Regions from separate parts of the Mus musculus genome. Here region 1 is linked to region 2. Evidence: chromatin contacts called from public promoter capture Hi-C data. All regions are on one chromosome and are shown on one strand. The core of a region is the stretch at or near the end of the contact, and the rest is flanking DNA. Distances in the headings are between cores, read along the strand shown.

Evidence for each region. Promoter capture Hi-C pulls out the DNA fragments that hold promoters and counts their contacts.
Region 1: a promoter capture Hi-C map of second pharyngeal arch cranial neural crest shows a contact between it and region 2. The contact joins the promoter of Dgcr8 here to the promoter of Tbx1 in region 2. A contact is called at or near these places in 8 of 39 promoter capture datasets (the 3T3-L1 cell line, cranial neural crest, frontonasal cranial neural crest and 4 more) and 3 of 9 other capture datasets (adipose tissue, embryonic tail and liver).

What each region holds. Positions count from the first base shown.
Region 1 is chr16:18,287,181-18,293,955 of GRCm38.p6, forward strand. Dgcr8 (DGCR8, microprocessor complex subunit) reads right to left here and starts at 1,988. Exons shown (of 14, transcript NM_033324.2): 1 at 1,923-1,988.
Region 2 is chr16:18,581,648-18,588,293 of GRCm38.p6, forward strand. Tbx1 (T-box 1) reads right to left here and starts at 5,322. Exons shown (of 7, transcript NM_011532.2): 1 at 4,889-5,322; 2 at 3,388-3,489; 3 at 2,437-2,608; 4 at 1,772-1,927; 5 at 1,260-1,327; 6 at 1,077-1,177; 7 at 57-809. The coding sequence starts at 5,292. The coding sequence ends at 346.

The DNA of each region.
Region 1 (6,775 bases), core at 738-3,237, 300 kb before region 2:
GAGCCAGATGGTTAACAAGAGTAAAAAGGAGGGTCACTGTAGAAGATACTTAAAGGAAAAGCAAAGACCCTGGGGCAGAGCCATGGTGTGGCCACGCTAGAGATAGTATGCTGAGTGAAACTGACCTGGGCAACAAGTATTCAGTTTTTTACATTTTTATCTTGAGTAGCAGGATACTGCACAGAAGGGATCAAAACAGTGGTATCACTGATCCATGGGTAACAATGGCAGCTAAACCTCACACAGGTCCTGCTCTAAGGATTTTATGCAATTCACTCAGTACTCTGACAGAAAGGTTAAACAATTTGCTCAAGGTTACAAAGCTAGGAAGTGGTACAGCTGCTTTGCCACTCAAACAAGCAGGCCTAAGTCTGCACTACCTCAGTTTTATAACACCTTACAATTTAATGAATCACTCTGTGTCCAGAAAACCTAAGAGAGTAAGAGTAGGGATCAAATTAGAAGAGTTTAAAAGCTCACCAGATAGCTTGGACAGGGACTTTAGGTTACAGTTTCTGGGAAATGGTCTGGTGTTGTAAACAGGTGGCAAGGCTTCTTAGGAGATACATGCAGGCCTATGAGAGGCACCAAGGTGACTTTAGACAGGCATAAGGATTGTTCTGGCACGGACTGTGGTTATCTCTTGGAGTGAATCAACCTATTTGGTGTTAAAGTGGAATAGACAACTAGAAGCAGGAGATTGGAGATCAGAAGGGAGGACAGACAGTACTGGAGATGGGAGTCATGGAAGATGTCAAAGGAAACTGATGTGAAAAGTACATAGGATCACATGGGAGGGGAATGATGACAAGAGAAGGCCAAACTGGGCAAACCAGTCAAAATCATGTTTCTCACAAGGTAAAATTCAGACAGCCACTGTGAACTGCCTGCTCCACATGTTTGGCAACACAGCTCAAAGGGTAGCCCTCCTGCCTGTAAACCTCACTATTCTTCAGCTGACTGGACCTATGGATGCAGATTTTGATTTGCCAATTAGACTGTGAGCAAGTCAGACCCACTGCTGGCTCCCCTGGACCCTGGCACAGGGCTTACCCAAAACATGTGAACAACTCCTACTTGCTGAACGGATGGCCAGTGCTACAGCTGCAGCCTCCCGCTCAACCCAAAGGCAGTATGACCTCATCAATTCCTTTGTCACCCCGCAAATCCTATTCTAAACTGAAAGGCCACACTAGCTGGGCCAGCCTTTCACTATCTTCGGTTAGTGATGGATTACAGTGGGAACTGAGCCACTTCCAAGGCTGGGAGTCTAGTTTGAGCCAGCAGAGAGTGGGCACCCTAATAGTGATTGGCATACAAGAGTCAACAACCCAACACAGGACATCTCTGCATCTGGCAATAAGGTACATGCAAGCATGCAAGATGGCAAATCAAATTCCTACCATCAGCAACCCAAATCCACTGGATGATACTACTTGACATGTATCGCTGTCAACAGGTTGCCACTTGCCATTTATTTCTACAACGTTCATTGTTACTGTAAAACCACATTCTGATAAGCTACATGACACTTCATCCACGGGTAATTTGGTGGAGACTTGGGCGGTTTCTTGGCTTTTTCCAAACAAAACAGGCGGAGTTCGGGGCGTTGAGGTGTCCCTGCCCACACCTCTCCCGCCAGAAGGCGAGGCAATGGCTTCGGGCCCACCGCCCAGGGGGCTTCGTTACCAGGCAGACAGCACCCTACGTTCATGATGCCTGGGCTCCGGGCCCGGCCCCCACTGCACAAAGGCCGCGACTCCGCGTGGCCCAGCCCGCCTAGCGCGCCGCGCCCCGCCCCGAGCCCCGGCCTGTGGCCTCGCCCGGGAGGGGTGGGGGTGGAAGGAGGGAAGGAAAGGGCGCAGCCTCTCCAGGCCGCAGCGCCCGCCGCCCGCGGGGCGCCCATCGCGCCCCGCACCTACCTGTGGCGCCCGCGACCTGCCCGAGCCGCCCGCAGCCCGACCACAGCCGGTCGACCCTCACCGACCCCGGCGCCGCCACAACCCGCGAAGGCCCTTGCAAAGCGCTCGGCTCTTGAGACCCGCTGCCGCGCGGGCGAGCGGAAGGCGGGCCTTGGCGGAGGGCTACCAATCACGGCGCACGGCCTCCGCGCATTGGGGGAGCCGGGAGCGGGCTGAGGCGGCCGCCAATCGGCAGCGCGAGGCGCGCGCGGCCCAATTGCGAGGCGCTATGGAGACCGGGATGGGCGGGACCAGCCGCAAGCCTGGCACTTCTAACGGCTGTCGCTCCGGGTGGGGCTGAGTTGCGGCCGCGGGGCGCGCCGGGAGAGAGGCGCGTAGAGGCTGCCGGGAGCCGGGGAGCGCGGGAGTGCGAGGGACGCTGGGAGCTCATCTATGAGCTGGCCTCTGTTGAGCTCAATAGTCACTTTTGAGTTTGCGAATGACAATGGACCTCCGGCTCTGGGTCGTCCCAAGGACAATGTTGGAGGTACACCCATCCTAGAAAGTCAACGGATAAGATGCGCGATGCGGAGGATAGGAAAGGAGTTTTACTCGCAATATCATCACACCAGGAAGGACAAAGATCTGATGACTAAAAATGTTCGCTGTGCTTACAGCATCCTCCGTGTCAAAAAAGGAAGGAGAAGCAGAGCCGATTGGGGGTCCTTTTAGTTTGGGGTGGACCTTAGGTAGGCCTTGCAGACTTGTGTCAGTGCCAAAGACCATAAAGAAACTTAAGCAGTTCCAGACTCATCTGACACCCGTGGTAGCAGTATGAGACTTAGGAAAATTCTTTAGGACAGAAGTGACTCAGAAACAAAATGAAGTTAGCCAGGTCTGTTCCTGAGCCCTTCAAATCCCGAACCCACAAACCATTACTTCATTGCTATAAGCCCGGGACTAAGGTGGGGATAAGTTATATTTATACTATCCAGAACCTCAAATAGTTTAGCTTTCCTTTAGGTTCTGATTCAAGTCAATAAGTGTAATAAAAATTTTATAGAAAACTGTCTGCCGTTAGGCAAACACTTCAGTAATTGCTGCTGGACATGAAAAGTGGATGCTAAAAACACGACTAAAGGGTAACATGTTGAAGAACTCACGGTCTCAGCACACTTGTGTTAATGCTAAAAGCACTGAGTTATATCCCTAAGGTTGGGGAGATTGTATCTATTTTTTTTTTTAAGATATATTTTATTTATATTAGTACACCATTGCTCTCTTCAGACACAACTGAAGAGGGCATCAGATCCCATTACAGATAGTTGTGAGCCACCATGTGGTTGCTGGGAATTGAACTCAGAACCTCTGGAAGAGTAGTAGGTGCTCTTAACCACTGAGCCATCTCTCCAGCCCCAATTGTATCTATTTTAACAAAATAGAAAAGTTTCTCCCCAAAATTCTTAGAAATTGCAAATGGCCGGTCAGTGGTGGCCCACACCTTTAATCCCAGCACTTGGGAGGCAGAAGCAGGCGGATTTCTGAGTTTGAAGCCAGCTTGGTCCTACAGAGTGAGTTCCAGGACAGCCAGGGCTACCAGAGAAACCCTGTCTTTAAAAAAAAAAAAAAAAGAAAGAAAGAAAGAAAAGAAAAAAGAAAGGCCTGGCCTGGAGAAATGGCTCAACACTGACTGCTCTTCCAGAGGTCCTGAGTTCAATTCCCAGTAACCACATGGTGGCTCACAACCATCTGTAGTGGGATCTGATGCCCTCTTCTGGTGTGTCTGAAAACAGCTACAGTGTACTCATAAATAAAATAAATAAATCTTTAAAAAAGAAAAGGCCACCAGCTGTAGGAGGCACAGAGGTCTATGTGCTTACAGATAAGCATTAAGGGATCCTGGAATATGGTGGTGTTCCTTCAAGGGAAGGAGTGCCAAAGAGAGGAGAGGTCAAAGAGTCCATGGCAGAAATGGCAGGTTTTTGTAGGAATCAGAAGCTAAGGGAATCCAGGGAAGACATGAGGTGAAGAGATTTAGGTTAGGGGTGGGGTGAAAAGAGCTGAGAGAAGCTACAGGTACTGAGTGAGCCTGGGGGCCTAGAGGTGCTTTGGTATGCTAGGAACCACAGCCATTTGTCCTGACAACCATCAGAGTCCTGAGTATCTTCAAACCTTTAGGAAAAGCTGAATGCACACTGGGAAGAACTAACATGGGAATGAATGTTGAAGTCAGCACCAAACTTTTGGAGATACAGATTCCCAGCAAGCACAGATAGGCTTTAGATTTCAAGAATGGGAAATAGATCCAAGGAAGGAGGGAAAATATGGGAAAAAAGCTACTATTTGATACTCCAGTCAGTCTTACTATTTTTTGCCTACAAATATGTATGTGTACTAGATGGCCACAGTAGTCAGAAGAGGAAATTGAATCCCCTGGAACTGGAATTGCAATGATTGCAAACCACCATGTAGGTACTGAGAACAGAACCTGGGTCCTCTGTAAGATGATCGAAACCATCTCCCTAGCCCCCAGAGTTGATTTTCTGATTGACAATTAAGATAGTGCAAATTGTAAGCATTTGTAAATAGAATTCTGACTAAAGATATCTTGGCTTTATATTTCCCTCAGTGAGGATCATTCAGTATTGCTGATTTTTTTCTGCATGCTAATCTAGAACTCCAAGCAATAAAACTAAAGATAATAAGTGAGCAGTCAGCTTTAAGTGGAATTTAAATGCATTTAAGAGTAGAAATAAAGGAGCTAGAGAGATGCCTCAGAGGTTAAGAGCACTGACTGCTCTTCCAGAGGTCCTGAATTCAATTCCCAGCAATCACATGGTAGCTCACAACCATCTGTAATGGGATCTGATGCCCTCTTTGGTGTGTCTGATGACAGCTATAGTGTACTTATATAAATAAATAAACCTGAGAGAGAGAGAGAGAGAGAGAGAGAGAGAGAAGAAATAAGCCAAGCAATGTAGCAGATACATCTCTGTGAGTCCAGATACATCTCTGTGAGTCTGAGGCCAGCCAAGGCTACATAATGAGACACTGTCTCAAAAAAATTTAAGATAAAAAAGAGAGAAAAATGAACTGGGCAGTGGTGGCACACACCTTTATTCAGGAGGCAGAAGCAGGTGGATCTTGAGGCCAGCCTGGTCTACACAATGAGTTCCAGGACAACCAGGGCTACACAGAGAAACCCTGTCTCAAAGTCAACAACATAAAGTTAATATGAGAGTATTTTAAACTCTCAGAATCAAGATATTTAAGGTCTGGATGTTAGCAAAATTTTAGAGATGGTGTCAAAATTTAAATTCTAAAAGTCCTTCTCGGCCCTCTGCCCCATATGTCCTCTATAAGAAAAACACCAGCTTCATCCTCCTCCATCACTCTCTTCTCTCATAATCCTCAAATGGAATAAAATCTATGTCAAAAGAAAAGATTGCTTTGGGCATTTTAAGAAAATGAGAGAGAAACCTGATATTGTCATATTCTCTGGTGGGAAAATCTGGGCTAAAAGTATTGGTTGCAGAGTTCTCTGAGTCATGTCAAGACTCTGGGACTCACTTGGTTACCTTGGATCTCCAACAAAGCAGTTTTCTGACTTAGTTTTTGAGGGCAGCTCTCTCTGCTGACTAGCTCTTAAAAACAGGAAAAGATATTAACCTGAAGTCTACATAACAAGATTTACCTGCTGACTCTTTTTTAGAAAGTGTCTTTTATGTATGAATGTGTGTTTGTGCACAGAAAGTGGTCAGAAGAGTTCACAGCTTCTCTAAAGCTAGAATTACAGACAGTTGTGAGCCACCAAGTACGTTCTGGGAACTGAACCTGGGTTCTCTGCAAAAGCATCTAGTATGCTTCTCTTTAGAGAGAACTGGTTATGCAAAGATTTTTAACTTATCCAGGCCTAACAATGTTGATGAAATTAAAACATTTAATTTTGAGCTTTCTGGGACTGGGGAGATGGCGCAGTGGTTAGGAGTACTTGCTGCTCTTGCAGAAAATGTTACTTCCGGTTCCCACAGGACAGCTCACAACCATCTGTAAGTTTAGTTCCAGAGGCTCCGATGCCCTTTTCTGTCACTGTGGGCACCAGGCACTCAAATAGTGCACATATCTATATGCAGGCAAACATTCCTATGCAACAAAATAAAATTTATTTTTAAAAATAAACTGTTTTCTGGTCAAATGGTTTGAATCTATCATTTTCAAATATTCTTACTGGAGAAAAAGGGCTAAAATTTTTTAAAACTTGCTATAGTTTTTCAAGAGATATAATTAATACCTTGCATGATTACATTGTTAAAATATGCTTTTTGCTAAGTATACTTGTATATGCCTTTAATCCCAGCACTCCGAAGGCAGAAACAAGTAGATCTCTATGAGTTCATGGCCAGCAGCTGGTCTACTTAGCTCCAGGACAGCCAGCGCCACACAGATAGACCTTGCTTCAATAAATAAATAAATAAATAAATAAATAAATAAATAAATAAATAATCTTTTATTAGATACTCAAGAAAGTTTTGGATTTGGTTTTGGTTTTCGAGATAAGAGTTTCTCTGTGTAGCCCTGGCTGTCCTGGAACTCTGTAGACCAGGTTGACCTTGAACTTACAGAGATCTGCCTGCCTCTGCCTCCTGAGTGCTGGAATCAAAGGTGTGCACCACCACCACCCAGCTACTCAGGAAATTTTAAACTGTTTTTTTTTTTTTTTAATTTTGGTATGAAAACTTAAAATATAAATTCAAAAGAAAATCAAAGGACCAGACTATATGTAGAGACACTTGTACATGGTTTCTGGACTTTGGTCTATGTAGAATATATATGTATTTTGTCAATGTTGAAATTACTATTTTTGCTATATTAGG
Region 2 (6,646 bases), core at 4,072-6,571:
TCTGTGTCCCAAAGCCGCCCGGCCCATTCGAATTAGATGCAAAAGAATAGCCACACCGGCAATTTCCAAAAGAGGCAAAACCGTTTATGAAATCGGCGCCGGTGCAGTATCTACAGTATCTACACATATCTACACGTATCTACACCGCCCGCAGGCGGGGCTCTCTCGGTCGTCTACACTGCAATTGCCGGCCGGGCCGGAGGCGACGAGGTCTCGCGGAGAACAATAAATACCACTTCCTTCCGCCTGGACGGGAGCTTTGGCACTGGCGGGCGGGAAACCCGCATGGCTCCCCAGATGGGGAGCGCGTCCTTGGATGGCCCTCGGGGTCGGCGCGCGGGCGCACTATCTGGGGCAGTAGTCGTAGGCACCGGGCGGCGCGGCCGCCGACGAGTACACGTTGGCTGCTGCGGCAGCAGCGGCGGCGGCGGCCGGGTTCACCGCGGGGTGGTGGTGATGGTGCGGGTGCGCGTGCGGGTGCGCGTGCGGGTGGTAGCCGTGGCCGCGCAGGCCTGGCAGCGGGTAGGGCGCCGGCCGGCTCTTGGCCCCGAGGTAGTGGTCGTAGGCGGCGGCCGGGTACTTGTAGGGATGGTGGTGCAGCGGCTCGGACGCGCCCGGCGCCTCCAGGCGCAGATCGGCGTGCGGGGGACTGTGGCGGCCTCCGGATCCGCCGGGTAGCGGGACGAGGCCGCCAGGCCCGGGCAGTGCGGGGCTCAGCACGCGCGCCAGCAGCTGCGGCGGGTGCGTAGCGTCGCCGAGCGCTGCGGGTCCGGAGTCACGGTCGAACTCGCGCCGGGCTTCTGCAGCGTCTGCGGGGAGAGCCGGGGGTGAGCGCAGGGCAGAGACCGTCGGGGCGCACCTGCGGAGCCACAGCCCCCACCTCCACCCCGGCCCGCGCCGTCCGGGGAGCGGCGGGCGGGAGAGCGAGTGCCCGCTTGCCCGCCCGTCGCCTCCCTGTGCAACTCTGAAGCACTGACGCCCGGGGGTGTGGGCGAGGCCGGGTGCGGCGGCAGACCCGGGAGAAGCGAGTGCGCACGGGCTGCGGCCGGCCGCGATCCCACAACCTTAGGTCCTACCTTTGTCTGAGCCATTGGGCTGCGTGGGGGAAGCCACGGGATTCCGAGAGCGAGCAAAGGCACTCACGAGCGGCAGCGCTCCGGGCCGGTGGTTCCGGGGCCTGAGGAAGGGGAGTGGGTCACGTCACCATGGCATCCAGGCCAAGCGCCCTGGCCCTTGCCTTTTCTTCTGAGGGCACTCACCAGTCCTCCGGGTCGCAATCCCGGAAGCCTTTGGCGAAGGGGTTGCTGGCAATCTTAAGCTGCGTGATCTGCGGGGAAGTTGGTGTAAGCTAACCGCGGCTCGCCAACCGACCTCGGCAGCGGCGGGCGGGATGGTTTCTAGGCCTTCTGCACTATCTGGAAGAGAAGGGACCCACAACTGCCCCTGCACAGCACGATGCACCTTCTCTCATCAGACCTACCACTGCCTCTCCAAATAAAGGTAGAAGACTCACGTCCCTGGCTGGGACGGGAATGTGATCACCTCCGCCCTCCTTAGCCCCCCAGCACAAAGAGGGCAACTGAGCTGGCGCCCTAGGAATCTGGGTAAACGTCAGATCAGGCCTCTGATGGGGAGTTTCCGGAATGATTTGGAAAACAAACTTTCAGGCTGCAGTGACAGTTGCAGATACAGAGGTCAAGCTGATATAGGAGGCTGGTCAGGCCTGTGGAGGGAGAGGGCCTGTCTCCGGGACCCCCCAGCAGACCCTCACCCGGTGATTCTGGTAGGCAGTGACTGCAGTGAAGCGTGTCTCCTCAAACACAAAAGTTTTGAAGTTCTCCTCTGCATATTTCTCACTGTCTTTTCGAGGGTCCACATAGACAACATGGAATCGGGGCTGATATCTGTGCATGGAGTTGAGAATAATCTGGAAGATAAGGATGGTGGATCAGCTCCAGCCACGAGGCTGGAGGAGAATTCAGTCCAGCATCATGAAGTCTACGTGAACAGTGAATTTCCTTAGCTAAGTGGGCAAACCCCCTCATTCTTGCAACCCATTTAGGGTCTCCAGGAAAAGCTGCTTCTTCAACTGGCAAATGATGGGATTGCAGATCTTCTTTACCTAGGACCCCAGGGACTGCCCCTGGCCTGGACAGGGTGACAGCAGTGGGGCAGAGTTCCACCCAGCAGGAACCCCCTTCCCCAGGCTGGGATTCCAAAAGACTCCTGCCCTTTTCCCACAAAGGGATCCCCTTTCTAATTAAAGACCCCCCCACCTGAGCTCAGAGGGGGGAAGGGAGGGAAGGTGACCTCATACAAAGGCCAGCATGTCAGAAGCCTGCCACCCAGTGTTGCCCCATGCCCCTGTCTCTAGTCTGGGGACTCTGGAAGGCCTACAACAGGAGACAGCTCATAAGCCAGAGAAGGGTCGCCTACATGGCCATTGTCATCCAGCAGGTTATTGGTCAGTTTCAGCTTGTCGAAAGACACAATCTGTTTCATCCACTGTGCGCCCTTAGCCGGCGAGTCCGGGTGGTAGTGTACTCGGCCAGGTGTAGCAGGATCTGCCTTGCCGGCCACCAGCCAGGAGGAGCTATGGAAAGCATACCTAGGGCAACATCGTGGGAGGGGGGGTCATACAATATAGGGTAAACCAGAAGACCTCCCCACCCCACCCCCACCCCGTCCATGAGCAGAAGGCAGAAGAATCCTGGGAGAGCTTTAGAGTTGTTTGTGATCTTGGTGAAAGCAAGATTCCCAAGAGAGGGGACTGTGGATAAACTAGAAAACTTCCCAAGGCCCAGCACACAAAAGGCGAGGGAAGTCTAGGTGCAGAAAGAGAGGAAACCATTCCCCTCCTTAAATTTCGCTGCAAGCGGGACTGCCTGCCCCAGGGCCCAGAAGGTCGGAGACTGGATTTGGCGTCACTAGCCAGTGGCTTTAGGCACAGGGTGGCCCATGTTCCTTTTATTAATTACTGTTAATTGTCTGAGCAGCCCGGGCCCACCCTGCACAATCTTTACCAGCCACCCCACCTTTCCGGCCCAGCTCTGGAACTGAAGGTTCTCTAGAAATGGGGCAAGGGGACGCGACTGTCACCAGAAGTCATGGGTAAAGTGGCAGACCGCACAGGCCAAGGCATCTGAGCTGCCTGTTGCCAGAAGCTCAGGAGGCAGCTCAGAATATATAGGGTGGAATCTGAGTTAGGCAGGGCCGAGCAGGGCAGGAACAGTCTGTGGGGCAGCCAGTACAGGAGGACCAAGTCATGAGAGAGTTACTCGGCTTGGGTGGGTGGCATTTGAATTCTGTCAGCAGGAAGGACACCCCCACCCCGTCCCAGTCCCCTGGACACACAGTTAGTCTCAGTGGTCCCAAAGACTGGCTCACCGGTAGCGCTTGTCATCTACGGGCACAAAGTCCATGAGCAGCATGTAGTCGGCCATGGGATCCATTCCAAAAAGCTTCACTTGGAACGTGGGGAACATTCGTCTGGGGATGGGGTAGGGAGGTCAGGTCCCTCAGGTAGGGGAGTACAGGAACACTCTCCACTTTAACTTCTCTGGCCAGGCAGCCCCTAGCTCAGCCCTTCCTTCAGGTCTCTCTTTAAGCTGCTTTCTTGGCTCTCTAATCTCAAGTAGGCCCTTATCCAACCCTGGGCAAGGCAGCAATAGGTCAGGCCTCAGGTCCCTTTCTGAAACACAGAAATGGCTAACCAGGTGCCCAGCTGCAGAATTCCAACGCCTGTTCTGACTTCTTTGCTTACACAAACAGCCTTGCCCCAGGAATTCTGGAACTTTCTGGACCTTGCCTCAGCCAGCAGCAGGATAACTAAGATATGGGCCCCGGGACTTGTCTCCCCTTCTCAGAGCCTCCCTGGCTTCGTCCAACAAAGTGAAAGAATTCCCGGGTCCAACAAAGTGAAACCGGTGCAGTAGTGATCCCAAACATCCTCCCCCCAAGTCACACGGACACCCCAGCACTCCAGCCTTCAACTCTCAAGACCTGGCCAGAGCCTCCCCAAGAACCTGTTTGCAAAAGGCTCAGCGTATGTTTTCCTATTTCCTCCCTCTCCTCTAAATCCCTCCAGTGACATTCACGGCCCTCGTTTGCCTGCCCGGACCAGAAGGCCAAGCCGCTGTTGTCTTCAGGAGGCTGTGTTGGGTGGTATGGACAGCTAAAGAGCCTGGAGAAAATCCACAGAGCAGCAGCTAAGGACAGGCCTAAGTTCCCCAGGGAGGGCTGCACAGCAGGGAAACAGAAACCTCGAGAAGGCTTTGCAAACAGGCCCTGAGCCTCCTTGGCCACGGAGCTGGTGTGTACATTAGACACAACCCAGCACCCGCCTTTGTCTACTGGTCAAATCGGGAGCATCTGCAATTGTTCCTTTTTCCCTCTCGGCCCTGAAAACAAATAACCAGGCACTGGCACGGATACCCTGCCAGGCTTGTGAAGAACCGGGCCCACAAGCGGCCAAAATTGAGGCCCAGGAAAACCAGGTCTCGAGTTCCCGGAAAATGAGCGCAATGGCTTTTAAGGGTCTTAACTCTTTCCTAAAATTATCCATACACCTAGGGGATGTTTGCTCTTTGGATTGCCCTACATACTGAACGAAACCCACGCGGGAGTTTCCTAGGTGGCAGCTGCCTAACCGCCGCAGTCGGGCGCACATTCGGCCCAAAGATTTCCCTCGAATTCGAAGAGTCCCAGGACTCGCGGTTGGCGCTCCGCGGGTTGTCGCTGGAGCCGGGTCAGCAGAGAGGCCAGAAGGACTCGCAGGTGGCCCCGCTGCACCTTCATCCGCTTTTCAGCCGGGCTCCTGCGCATCCCTGACACGCAGTCAGAGGCACAGAACGCACGTGGACAGGGGCGCGGGGAAGGGGCGCCTGACCTGCCTGCCTTGGTGACGATCATCTCGGTGCCCAGCTGATTGAACTCGTCCCACAGCGCCTTCATCTCCAGCTGCACGCTCACGCTGGCCACCTTCGGGTTCTTCTTCACCGGAGCCTTGACCGCAGCCGCGCGGCTAGCCCCCGGACCCTCGGACTCCGCCGCCGAGCTGCCAGCCGCCCCGGGGGCGGGCGCGAAAGGATAGGCGCGCGGCGGCGGCGGGCCCGGGGCACCGGGGACTGCAGCGCACGGATCGTAGCGCGGTGGCGGCGGCTCGCGAGGGCCGAACGGGTCGGCGCCAGGCGACGGGGATCCCAGGCCGCTCAGACTGCTGGCTGCGAAGGCTGCAACGTCGCAGAAGTGCGAGAGCTGCGTGAGCCACGGACTAGACACGGCGGAGATCATGACCCGAAGGCCACCCGCCGCTGATCAGAGCGCCGTCCCGCGCGGCGGGCCGAGTGGCGGGCGCTGCGCCGCACGCGCCCCGGGCCGCACCGCCCCACCCCGCGGGCCGGCCCCGCGGAGCCGCCCCGCCCCGCCCCGCCCCGCCGAGACAATAGCCCGTGCCCCTCCCCCCGCCCCTCCCCCGCCGAGGCTCCGCGGGCCCGGGCCCCCCGACCGCTCCGACCGGCTCCGGGGACGACGGGCCGGTGCGCGGCCCTCCCCGCCGCCAGCGCGCTCTGGCTTTTCTTCTGTGCCAGACGCTCCCCAAGTTCTTCTTCCTCTACCTTTTGTGTCCCTGGTTTCAACTTCTCACATTCTGTCTCCTTTCTCTCGCTCCAGCTTCTTCTTAAACCCCCTGCCTCTCTCTTTTCTCGGTGTCACTCTCTCCAATTTCAAATTTTCATGTCTTCCCTTCCGTCTAACTTCTTCCTCTTATTTTTGTGTGTTCTCTACTATTCGTCTTTGCCCTTTCAATCGTAAATGAATCTTCAGCCTTTCTCTTGTTCTTTAATGAAGTTACATTTCTGTCTCAAGCTATCCTATCCTTCATTTTCTCTTTCGTTATCTTTATTTCCTTTGCGTGTATCTGCCTTTCTCACCTTTGTCATATTTTCTGTTTTCTCCTTTTTTTTCCCCTCTTGGCTGCTCTCATTGATTTGTATTTTTGGTTTTTGTTGTTGTTGTTGTTGTTTGTTTGTTTGTTTTTGTTCCCCCGCCCCCTCCTTTTACTGCGTTCCCTGACTCTTCTCTAACCATCTTTGCTTCTTCCAGCTCAAAGGCGCCCCTTCTTCAGACTTCAGAAGACTGCTCAATCCCAGAAGTTGGAGTCCTAGGATGGTGGGTGGACTGACTTTGGGGAATGCCGCCCTTTCTTCCTGTCCCAGAGTCCCAGCTTCAAGGTTGGAGCCCACCCGGCCTAGAGCTCCTTCCCACCCGCTGGGCCGCAGGGCCTCACAGCAGGGGACTGGCGGGCGGCCTGACAGTATAGACGCGGACAGAAGGGCTCACCTTCCATGTCCCTGGTGACTGTGCTGAAGTGCATCCCGGCTGGGGATCCTGGTAGCCGGCGAAGTTTCGCCCGGTCCGAGGGCCTGGGGCCCCGGTGGGCGGTGCCCTCCGAGGCCTCGGCTGCAACAAGAGAGGCGATGCTGAACGCGCTGGCCCGGGCAGACAGCGGGCTCCGCGCGTCCATAGGCGCCCGGGCCTGACCGGCGCCGCCTCCGACTGCGTACGCCCAGCCGCACCGCGCCCAGCCCAGCGCAGGGGGCCCGGGGGCGGGGGCCTGTGGTGCCACTCACAGCCGCCGGTCCAGGGC